2 separate regions of the Podarcis muralis genome follow, and region 2 is linked to region 1. A link is a contact called in public Hi-C data. All regions are on one chromosome and are shown on one strand. The core of a region is the stretch at or near the end of the contact, and the rest is flanking DNA. Distances in the headings are between cores, read along the strand shown. Region 1 holds the start of NME7 (NME/NM23 family member 7). Region 2 holds the start of LOC114595856 (lymphotactin-like).

Region 1 (5,455 bases), core at 1,862-4,361:
GCCCACTTTTACATAAATCCATTTTATGTATGATGCAAGTTTAAATTGCACACTCGCAAGCACAGAAGCTGAGCTAAAAATAAAAGCAGACAAAGGCCTAAGACTAAAGAAAGACGCTAGCTTTCATCTTGCCAGATAACAATCCTCTAAAACTGATATTTTTATGATACAATACAGTATAATCCTACTTTGGAAATTCACCAAATGTATGAAGTATTTTTTAGAAATTATTTTCATCACATCTAATCACAGTTGTCTACAATTAGATGAAAATGTGATGCCTATTTTTAGAACAATAAACAAATAAGTAAATACTGTATTGTAAATCACTCATTCTTTCAACAGACTCACAAGAGTTGCAATATATACTCCAATACAATCTCGATAAATTTAATAAGTATGTTTGAGGCACCAATGGTTCACACACAAACATTTTGTTTCATCTAACCAGGAATCTAACCAGGTAAATAGGAAAGTGGTTTTGTACCACCTACCTTCCATTTTATAGCACCAATTTTATAGACCACAATGCATATATACAACAGTAACCTGAAAATTTAACCCATGAAGCAAGGTGAGGCAACTACTTCAGGTGGCAGGAGCCATTAGGGCAGTAGATCCCAATGCTGATCTTTCTTCTCCCACACCTTGTTCCTGATGTAGATCTTCCCTCACCCTTCTTCCCTGGAACCATTTTGGGGTCAATCTCAGGTGCCAAAATGTCTTGGGCTGGCTCTGGTTCAGGATACACTGTATATATAATGTTTAAAGTAACAGTTTGGTATATAACTGAGGTGGATCCGGACAGCAGACTGGATCCTAATCTCCCACATCCACCCCATGGGCCAAGTTTGACAGGTGGACAGACATTATCTAATGGCACATGACTCATTTTCGCCTGCACAGATGATCCAATTTTCATCAGGGATTGTACAGCACAAACAAAGCTTTCCCCTGTACCCAGCACAGAAGCTTCAATAGAAGGGAAATTTTGGGGGTGGATTGGTGTGACACACAAAAAGACCCAATCTGTGTTGAATTAAATATATTCAAAGAAGAGGGAACTAAGAAAGAGATAATAATAGGTTCCAGGTTTCCTCCAATCTGTGTCTCATATTGATGGGGCCCTGGTCCTGTCTGAAAGGTACAGAAAGTCTGCACACCTACTATTATGTATCAGATTGTCATGCAAAGTACATCACTGTTCTATGTTTCACTTTTCTTTACAGCAAGGGTTATCTCCTCCACCCTTCATGGACCAACGCTGACATCTGGGCACCATCACCCACCTGTCTATCATCTGACATCATTATGATATAGGAGACAACTTCAAAGGTGAGCAACATGATGAAAGAGGTGTTTCTAGGACCAAGGTAAAACTCAAACTCCCTTGTTTTGCTATTGCCGGCAAGATTAACGTTGTTAATGTAATCTTACTATACTTATTGCACTGAATTTTTTTTTATGTTGTTACACTTGCTATTATGTTGTTGTTTTATTATGCTACTATGGCATTGTTCTTGTGATTGTTGATTTTGAGAAATGTTACTGTTTCCTTTGTTGTAAACTGCTTTGAGCATGATTTTTTGTGTAGAAGAAGCAGCATATAAATAAATTATGACCGAATAAAAGGGAATTGCTGTATCCACTGATCAGCAGTTACAGCAAGCCCCTTTGATGTCCATAGGCTGGCATAGTTTAGATCTAATCATCTGTTGCTGGGGCTTCTCTCTTGAAGTTTGTCCTCTTCAGTGTTGAAGCACACATATCCCTTAAGTCTTTTCCCTTTGTCTTTGTTTTATTACATTCGTAATATTATAGTATCCTTGTATCTTTATATACAAAAACAGGCAGAGCACAGTAGAAGCAAATCTGCATTCATTCAGTAAATCCCCAAAGACTAATATATACACGGGCTGCTCTCTACTTTGGCCTCCTCTTGCTCAAACTGTTGGCTGTCACATTTCTTCCAAACTGATAATTCTCTCTCTCCAGATTTTGGAAGAAGGTAACCTATCAGGAGAGCCAGTATGGTGTAATGCAAAGATGAAGAACTTGTGGCCATTCAGACATTGCTGGGCTACACAATCCCCATAACCCATGACCACACAGGCTGGGACTAACGAGAGTTGGGAGTCCAACACCACATGGAGGACCACAAAATCCTCCCCCCCCCCCCCCATGGTACAGTGGTTAAACTGTTAGGCTAGGAACAAGAAGGGCCAAGCTCTAAACACTTGAAGTTCTGAATACTTGAAGGAGCGTCTCCACCTCCATCGTTCTGCCCGGACACTGAGGTCCAGCGCCGAGGGCCTTCTGGCGATTTCCTCACTACAAGAAGCCAAGTTACAGGGAACCAGGCAGAGGGCCTTCTCGGTGGTGGCACCCGCCCTGTGGAACGCCCTCCCATCAGATGTCAAAGAGAAAAATAACTACCAAACTTTTAGAAGGCAGCCCTGTTTAGGGAAGCTTTTAATGTTTATTGTATTTTAGTGTTCTGTTGGAAGCTGCCAGATTCTGGAAACCCAGCCAGATGGGAGGGGTATTATTAAATTATTATTATTATTATTATTACACCACCACTCAGCCATGGGCTTTCCTGGGTGGCGTTGGGCCTGTCACTCATCCCCAGCCTAGCCTACCTCACAGGGTTGCTGTGAGGATAAAATGAGGGAGAAGAATAACAGCGGCCACTGCCTTGAGCTTCTCAGAAGAAAGGCAGGATGTAAATAAATGTAATCAGTGACGTCACAACACATCCCCCCCCCAAAAAAAATCACCCCCACTGAGGAGCTATTAAGCACCATTTCTTCGCTAACATACCATCCCTCAATGGGAGTCACTGCAGAAGCATTATATACACACACACACACACACACACACACACACACACACACACACACGGCGACTAGCTAATGCATCATTCCAACCCCCCCACCCCGGAACTCACCATGGTACCGTCCTCGCCTGCCCTTCACGCTCCTCTGCCTCAGCCCAAGCAGCACCAGCTCCCTCCAACAACAAAACGGTCCAGCTCTGCCCGCTCGCCAACCAAAACCGCTTCTTAGCAACCGAAGCCACGCCTCTTTCCCGGCGCGCGCATAGGACGCGGGGGTGAAAATAAACTTCCGTTGAAAGGGGGAAACCGCCATCGGCGGTGACTCACGATTGGCTCAGAGTAAGCGCCGCTCTAGGCCTCGACGGTAGATAGAGCCAGGCTATTACTCCCCACTGAAATACGGAGCGCAACATAAGCGGACGTCATCGCTGTGAAGTTGCACCGAAGCGTAGAGATAGGAAATTGCAGAGTAAACAAATGCGCACTTCTCTCGCGGTCATGCCTCATAAATTCTTTTTGAAGCTCCCGCTCCCGCTTCACCTTCCTATACCAAGTGACAGCTGCCCATGAGGGGAGGGGGGTAGAGAAATGTGGAATAGAATCATATAGCTGGAAGGGGGGTCCTTAGGGTCATCTAGTCCAACCCTCTGCAATGCAGGCATCTCAACATGCGGTGCCCCATCTAATTTGAAACCGTACTGGACACTGCTTAGCTTTGCAAATGGGATTGAAGTTTATTGTTGCCTTTCTGCCAAGGAAATAAGTCTTGAGTTAGAAAAGAGAACAAACTCTTTGCTAATACATTTATATTATATTATATTATATTATATTATATTATATTATATTATATTATATTATATTATATTATATTATATTATATTATTATATTATATTATATTATATTATATTATATTATATTATATTATATTATACTATACTATACTATACTATATTATAGGCAGGGGAGAGGGATGTCACTCAAATCAACGGTACACTAAAACCCGGGGCTTCCCAACTGGTTTTGTTAGGGGGGCTCTCGCGTCGTGGGAAGGTCGTGGAGTTCGAAAGCAATCCGGAAGTTAACCTCTGTGCGCCAGTCTATTAGATATGCCTCTATATGCGGAAGTCAATAGAGCGGAAGTTGATTAGAGAAGGCGGACGAGTGAGAGATGGCGAGGGAGTGAGAGGGGCGACAAGGGAAACTACTCGCAAGTAATCCGGGCCGCTGGTAAGTCGAGGGAGTGTTGTGCGGTGCGGGGGCGGCCTGGGCGGCTGCGGGTGGGAGGAAACTATGACATTTCACGCGTTGTTAAATTCCCTCGTAGCGAAGCAACCTGCTGCTCATAGCTGTCAACTTTCAGATTTGAAAATAAGGGATCAACAGCCTAGAAAATAAGGGATCAGTAGCCTCACCTGTCCCGGGGACAGTCTACGGGATAACTAACAATCCGGGATAGCAGCTGGAAAGGTTGACAGCTATGCTGCTGCTGCATTTCCCAAACTGCCCATCCTGGGAAGTAGATCTCATCGAAAGTGTACTGCGGGGTAGCCAGAATCGTTTTTTTCTCATTCGGGCGTAGTACTGTGCCACAGTGTATATTGCATAGCAGATGTTGGCAGAAGGTGGATCGGGATCTACCGGGAGGCTTCTGGGTGGGCTTGTTTTTTGTTGGTTTTTTGTTTCATAAAATTTATACACCTCTTGGCTGTAAACAAGGGGGGGGGATCAAAGCGGTTTGCAAAAGATGAAATCAAGGGGGGGAATACCCTACTTTAAAAACATGCAAAAGTTAAAATACTCAAACAGATTAAAATTACCTCAGCTTTCCAAACATCTGGGTAGGCTTGTCTAAACAGGAATGTTTTTAGCAGGCGTGGAAAAGATGGGTGAGGATTTCTGACTCCCAACTGTTTTAAGAATGACAACCAAATGCCAAATTATGGTGCTGAAGTGGGGACTGGGAGAGACTTGGGAGCAGAGATCAGTGTGTGAGGATTGTGAGCTCACTTCAGTTCTAGTGCTCAAAACAAATTCACAGGGTCAGAATTTTTAATTTTGAAACGCATGTCGTTTTCACTTGGCTCAAGCTGGTGGAGGGTTTTTAGTAAAAGTGGATCCTGCAGGACTGACATCTGTCCTACCCAGTAAATTCAAATGGGACTAATTCACAGGTAAATGTGCATAGGAGTGTAGGCTTCCAGTGAGATGAGGCTGAAGGGATTTAAGATACAAAGTGAAAATCTGACACACTTGCTGAATTTGTGGTAGCACACAGCCTGTGGAAGAAGCATCATCCTATTGCTTCTTTGCAGGTAAAGAATTTTATCTCTAGTATAGGACACTACAACTTAGTTTCTGAGTTTCCAGTGCACAATTTCTGCCTCTTTGGGTTTGTCAGTTATTAACAATGCCAAAACTGTAAGACTCTAGACAACAGCTTCAAGGGCCAGTTTCTGATGGGTGAAAAGACCTGTCATGAGGCAGGATGGGGAAAAGAAGTAACTTGGCTAGCCTGATTCTGAACATGTTTGTTCAAATTAAACCCCCTCAGTTCTGTGGAAGTTGCTGCCTAAGTATGATTAGCGTTGCAGCCTTAGTCAACTTCCTGTTTCAAA
Region 2 (5,455 bases), core at 1,215-3,714, 270 kb before region 1:
ATTGTAGATTAGCCTGATGAAAACAGGCATCAACGATACCTAGAACAGGGTATGTGGATGTTTCATCTTATAATTATAAATCAGAAAAATTGTAATATTAAGGGTTCTTTTTAATTATATGGATTTTTAAAGAGATCTAATAAGAGTATCTGAAATTAAATGTACATTTTTTAAATATCAAAGCTCATCTTTCACTTTTTTTAACTCCTGTCACTCACAGCACATAAGGTTGGAATTTTGGTATGCTGGTGTACATATCTGTCAGGGTGCTGTCAGCGGCTCCCAGTTAGTTGCCCAGGAAAGTATAAAGACAAGGAAATGGCTCTTACAGTCCTTTTTTTATTTCAAACTTTACAGAGACAGTCTAGAGAACCCAGCTTCTGGGATAATGGCGTTGTCCCGAGTGAATCTCCACCCCCCTTCTCTCCCACTTCCTCATTCGTCGTCATCATCATCTCCTCTACGGGTGCCACTAAGTGCCCTCTGTCTTCGATCTCTTTACTCTCCTATTTTTAAGGCTCGCCGGGTTCTGGGAGATGGTGGGTCTGGAATGCTTTCTAGTGACAATGTGTCAGCCAGCTGCTGCTTCTCCTCTCCTCTCCTCTCCTCTCCTCTCCTCTCCTCTCCTCTCCTCTCCTCTCCTCTCCCCTCCCCTCCCCTCCCCCCCCACTTCTCCCCTTATCTGCCTCTGAGCTATGAACTCTCGCAAATCGCTGTTGTAAATCTGTACTGTCTTCCTCTTCCTATGCTCTGGAAGGGTTGGGATGGGGAGGCGGTCTCCACCACTCCTCCTCCTCTGCCCAGCCCCTGACAATATCTTCACCTTTCATTCATCTCATGGATGGAGAACCTGTGACCTTCCACATGTTGGACTACACTCCCATAATGGCCACTGGCTATGTTGGTAGGGCTGATGGGAGTTCAACAACATCTGGAGGGGGCTGCAAGTTGACCACTCTTGATCTAGGCCCTTGTTTGCCTCAGTGGTATTTTCTTCCAAAAGCATCCAATAAATACTGTTCTCTAGAGATTTTAGCGTTTGCATCCCAAGTAGGGATATCTTTCTTACTCGGAAGTTTAGCCCCTTTAATATGCACAGCTGCCCATGGAAACATTTTCCAAAAGCCATTAATTTCTGCATATATTTCGCACTGCTTTACCTCTTTCTTTCAGCCTGACCTACAAAACAAATTCAGTGCCGGTGATGACTGAACCGATGTTAAGGTACTTGAACATAATTACCGTCTTTTTTGCTCCATAAGACACACCTGACCATAAGACGCACCTAGTTTTTAGAGGAGGAAAAAAATAAATAATATATTCTGAACGAAACAGTGGATGTATGATTTTTGTGGTTCATGCTTCCCCAGAATGCTTTTAGAACCTTACAGGTCCACCACATATGATAGAAGGTGCCTTCCTTTTTCTTACATTTCCAGCAGATATTTGCACTTGTCTTATACATTTTTGCAAGCTTACTAGGAGTCAAATACCACCGGTACATCATTTTCATATCATTTTCTTTCAGCGTACAACATGCTGAAAATTTCACCACTGCCCAAGCCTCCCTTACCTGGATTGTGCAGAGGTGCCTGGCAGCAACAATGGCAGATTCTGGTGAGATCTTGTGAGATCTCACTGAGCTCTTGCAAGATCTTACAGAGCTCATGAGATCTTGTGAGATTTCAGGAAGATCTCACAAGATCTTGCTAGCCTAATACTGTTATTAAACCAACTAGATTTAGTAGGATTATGCATAGGGTTTCCATGTTGGGTTGCAGCTAGCACTGTCAGCAGGGTAAGGTCCTGGCACTTACATGACCTCCCACTACTGACATTGCTGGTGCTGGCAGGGTTGAGTAAGGTTGGCACAGTGAAAACACACCAGTGCAGTGATGCTTCGGAATATCAATTGCCCTCCCCCAGGATATGTCATTCCCTCTCCAACCTGATTTTCTTCTCCCCACCCCAGTAAGTTGGCCTTCCCTGGCTACTGAGCACACTCAGTCCACATTGGCCTGCTTTTGGTTTCCACAGTCCTGCCAATACTTTCCTTGTGCGTGAGACAGTGGTGCTGGTTTGGTCCCACGGCCAACAGTACTCACACCCGATCATTAGAAATGGAGCGAGTGATTATCTTTGAAGTCCTGTTATGGTTCTCCATTGGTACACACGAGCCTCTTCTCTGAGCTACACATTTTCTCCCTGATTTGTGTGGTGCCTTGTGGCTCTTCTGAGCAGCATCAAGATGAAACCATAGACACATTACTGGTTTCCACTGCAGAGAAAGAACTTTCTTTTGTTCCTAAAATAAAACTGACTTTTGAAGTGCTAAAGCAGTAACCACATTGTGGCAGGAAAAAGCTGTCGATGAGGGGCTAGCAGAGATGAAGGTTTTTTCCCCCCTTCACCTGACTAGAAAAAAACCAAACCTGAAGTGTGTTCTCAGATTTTCCGCCTCTCATCCTCCCCATTACGCCTCTTGCTCAGGAAGGGTCCAGGAAGGGTCCAGCGAGCTATAAAAATCTGCTGAGGGGAACCCTTAGTTACTTGTAGTCCCACCACCTCAGGAAAGGATCAACCATGAAAGTCTACACAGCAGCCATTCTGACCATCGCTTTTTTCGAGCTCTTCAGTGTATATATTATTACAGGTATGTTTAAAATATTATTAATAGTAGTCGTATGTTTTTTTCATATCCTGGGAAGCGTAGTTTGTTAAGGGTGCTAAGAATTGTTTGAATAACCTTATTTCCCTCTCTGAGCTAAAATTCACAGAGCAGTTTAGCAATCCATCTCCACACTGGAAATTCTGAGAACTGTAGTTCTCAGATGATAAATGTTGTTGTTGTTTAGTCATTTAGTCGTGTCCGAGTCTTCGTGACCCCATGGACCAGAGCATGCCAGGCACTCCTATCTTCCACTGCCTCCCGCAGTTTGGTCAAACTCATGCTGGTAGCCTCGAGAACACTGTCTAACCATCTCGTCCTCTGTCGTCCCCTTCTCCTTGTGCCCTCCATCTTTCCCAACATCAGGGTCTTTTCCAGGGAGTCTTCTCTTCTCATGATTTGGCCAAATAGGGGACTCCTAATGATAATTTCCATATGGATGCTGAAATCTTTTTCTGTGCACCTATGTTCCTACCTGGATTGATAAAAGCCGAGAAATGTTTTCCTTGCAGTAGAAGTGCAGTTTTCAGGGTGGGGGAGAGAGAGATTTCAATCACCACCCTAAATGAGTAACAGTTGTGCCTTATTGTATTGTAAATCCAATAGCTAGAAGACCAACCGGAATCAGAATCACTTGCAGACATGCAGGAACAAAAGCCCTATAAGGAACCCCTTTATTTTTTGTATTTTAAAGTTGTTTTACACTTTTAAATAGCGTGTTTTTATATTAACGGAGGTTTTTTAAATTGTTGTACCTGCCCTGAGACATTAGGGTGAGGGGAAGGAAATAAGTTCTAATTCTAATAATGATGATGATGATGATGATGATGATGTTCTTGATTATTTGATGCCAGTTAAACTTATATTTTATCTCTTTTTAAGGAACGCTTGGATCTCAGACTATGGCACTCGACTCCTGTATAACCTTGGACACAAATGAAATGAACATCCGAAGATTTGCTAGTTATACAACCCAAACCAGACCAGTAAAAGCTGTGATGTAAGTATCTTGCCTAATCTTCAACTGTAAAGTAGCCTACAAGTCTGAAGAAAGAGACATGCTTGCGTGACTTTCCAAAGAAACACAGATTCCAGTTAGAAGTAGTAGTATTACCAGTGTATACTATGCAATGTTCATTCCATGTTCTATCTGATAACTGTCTGGGTGGGTGACCAAATATGTGATTAATATAGGAGACTATTGCATCATGGCTATGCTCTGCCTCCCTATCAGAGGCAGCATGCTCTTGCCCTCGGGTCCCAATTGCATGCTTCCCATGGCATCTGCTGGGCCACTGCGAGAACGGGATGCTGGACTAATAATAATAATAATAATAATAATAATAATAATAATAATAATAATTTTTATTTATACCCCACCCTCCCCAGCCAGAGCCGGGCTCAGGGTAGCTAACACCAGTAAAATTACAATAAAAACACAATAGGAAAAATAATTTAAAATACTAATTTAAAATAACACCCTCCCATCAGATGTCAAAGCAATAAACAACTACCTGACATTCAGAAGACATCTTAAGGCAGCCCTGTTCAGGGAAGTTTTTAATGTGTGACATTTTAGTGTATTTTTGGTCTCTGTGGAAGCTGCCCAGAGTGGCTGGGGAAACCCAGCCAGATGGGCGGGGTACAAATAATAAATTATTATTATTATTATTATTATTATTATTATTATTATTATTAGATGGGCCATTGGCCTGATCCAGCAGGCTCTTCTTGTGTTCTTGTTTTAAGTGGAGGCATCTAATAGTGTCCAGCATTCATCATTCAAACTTCCAACCTATTATTGACATCAATCCAACCAGAAGCCAATAAAATTTTAGCTGCAATCCTTTGCAAGTCTACTCAGAAATAAGTCTCATTGAGTCCCATTGTGCTGGATTCCACTTGCTCCTAGTGGACACAGAACAGCTGCCCAAAGCACTGTGTTTTATATTTCACATAGAAATACAATCCACAAGAATTCTTCAACAAAATTAAACTTAGTGATTTGCTTTCTATTCTCTTGCAGCTTAATCACCAGAAGAGGTGTCAAGGTCTGTGTGCCACATGATCTTCCATGGGTGACAAAAACCATGAACTACTTGGACCGAAAAAAGGCAATGCAACAAAGAAGAACAACATCTAGGAACATGACCAGCTAAGCTGCAGCACATCAAATCATCAATAGCTGCTCATAACTTTGGCTAATTCCTGACTGGAAATAAAGTTACTGAACTGATGTAGTTTCACTGGAATCTATTCATCCATCAAAGCAATGCTGATGCAATCACAGCATTTTAATGCTGCCTTTAGTCTTAATTATTTTAGGATAACCTTTTTTATTTATTGGAAGAAGGCAGCTATTTCAATATTTCCAATTGTAGCTGTTTTCAGTGTTTGGGGAGTACTTATTCAGAGTTTCCCTTTTCATCATATTGTTTCTCTGGTTTATAGTGTCCTTCGAAGACAATATTAATCTAGAGTGTTCTATGATTGCATACATAGAATCATAGAATCATAGAGTTGGAATAGACCACAAGGGCCATCGAGTCCAACCCCCTGCCAAGCAGGAAACACCATCAGAGCACTCCTGACATATGGTTGTCAAGCCTCTGCTTAAAGACCTCCAAAGAAGGAGACTCCACCACACTCCTTGGCAGCAAATTCCACTGTCGAACAGCTCTTACTGTCAGGAAGTTCTTCCTAATGTTTAGGTGGAATCTTCTTTCTTGTAGTTTGTACAACTTATTGTTCCCCTCTTAGGATGGCTGAGGGCTTCCTGTGCTTAAG

Evidence for each region. Hi-C and Micro-C count contacts between places; a contact is called where the count stands out from the background.
Region 2: a Hi-C map of tail shows a contact between it and region 1, with 7 times the contacts expected there. The contact joins the promoter of LOC114595856 here to the promoter of NME7 in region 1. A contact is called at or near these places in 2 of 3 Hi-C or Micro-C datasets (blood and tail).

Annotation. Positions count from the first base shown.
Region 1 is chr4:34,112,225-34,117,679 of rPodMur119.hap1.1, reverse strand. It overlaps NME7 (NME/NM23 family member 7), which reads right to left and starts at 3,111. Exons shown (of 12, transcript XM_028726613.2): 1 at 2,951-3,111. The coding sequence starts at 2,953. BLZF1 (basic leucine zipper nuclear factor 1) reads left to right here and starts at 3,915. Exons shown (of 8, transcript XM_077927169.1): 1 at 3,915-4,067.
Region 2 is chr4:34,382,942-34,388,396 of rPodMur119.hap1.1, reverse strand. It overlaps LOC114595856 (lymphotactin-like), which reads left to right and starts at 2,464. Exons shown (of 3, transcript XM_028726618.2): 1 at 2,464-2,653; 2 at 3,551-3,668; 3 at 4,695-4,904. The coding sequence starts at 2,584. The coding sequence ends at 4,827.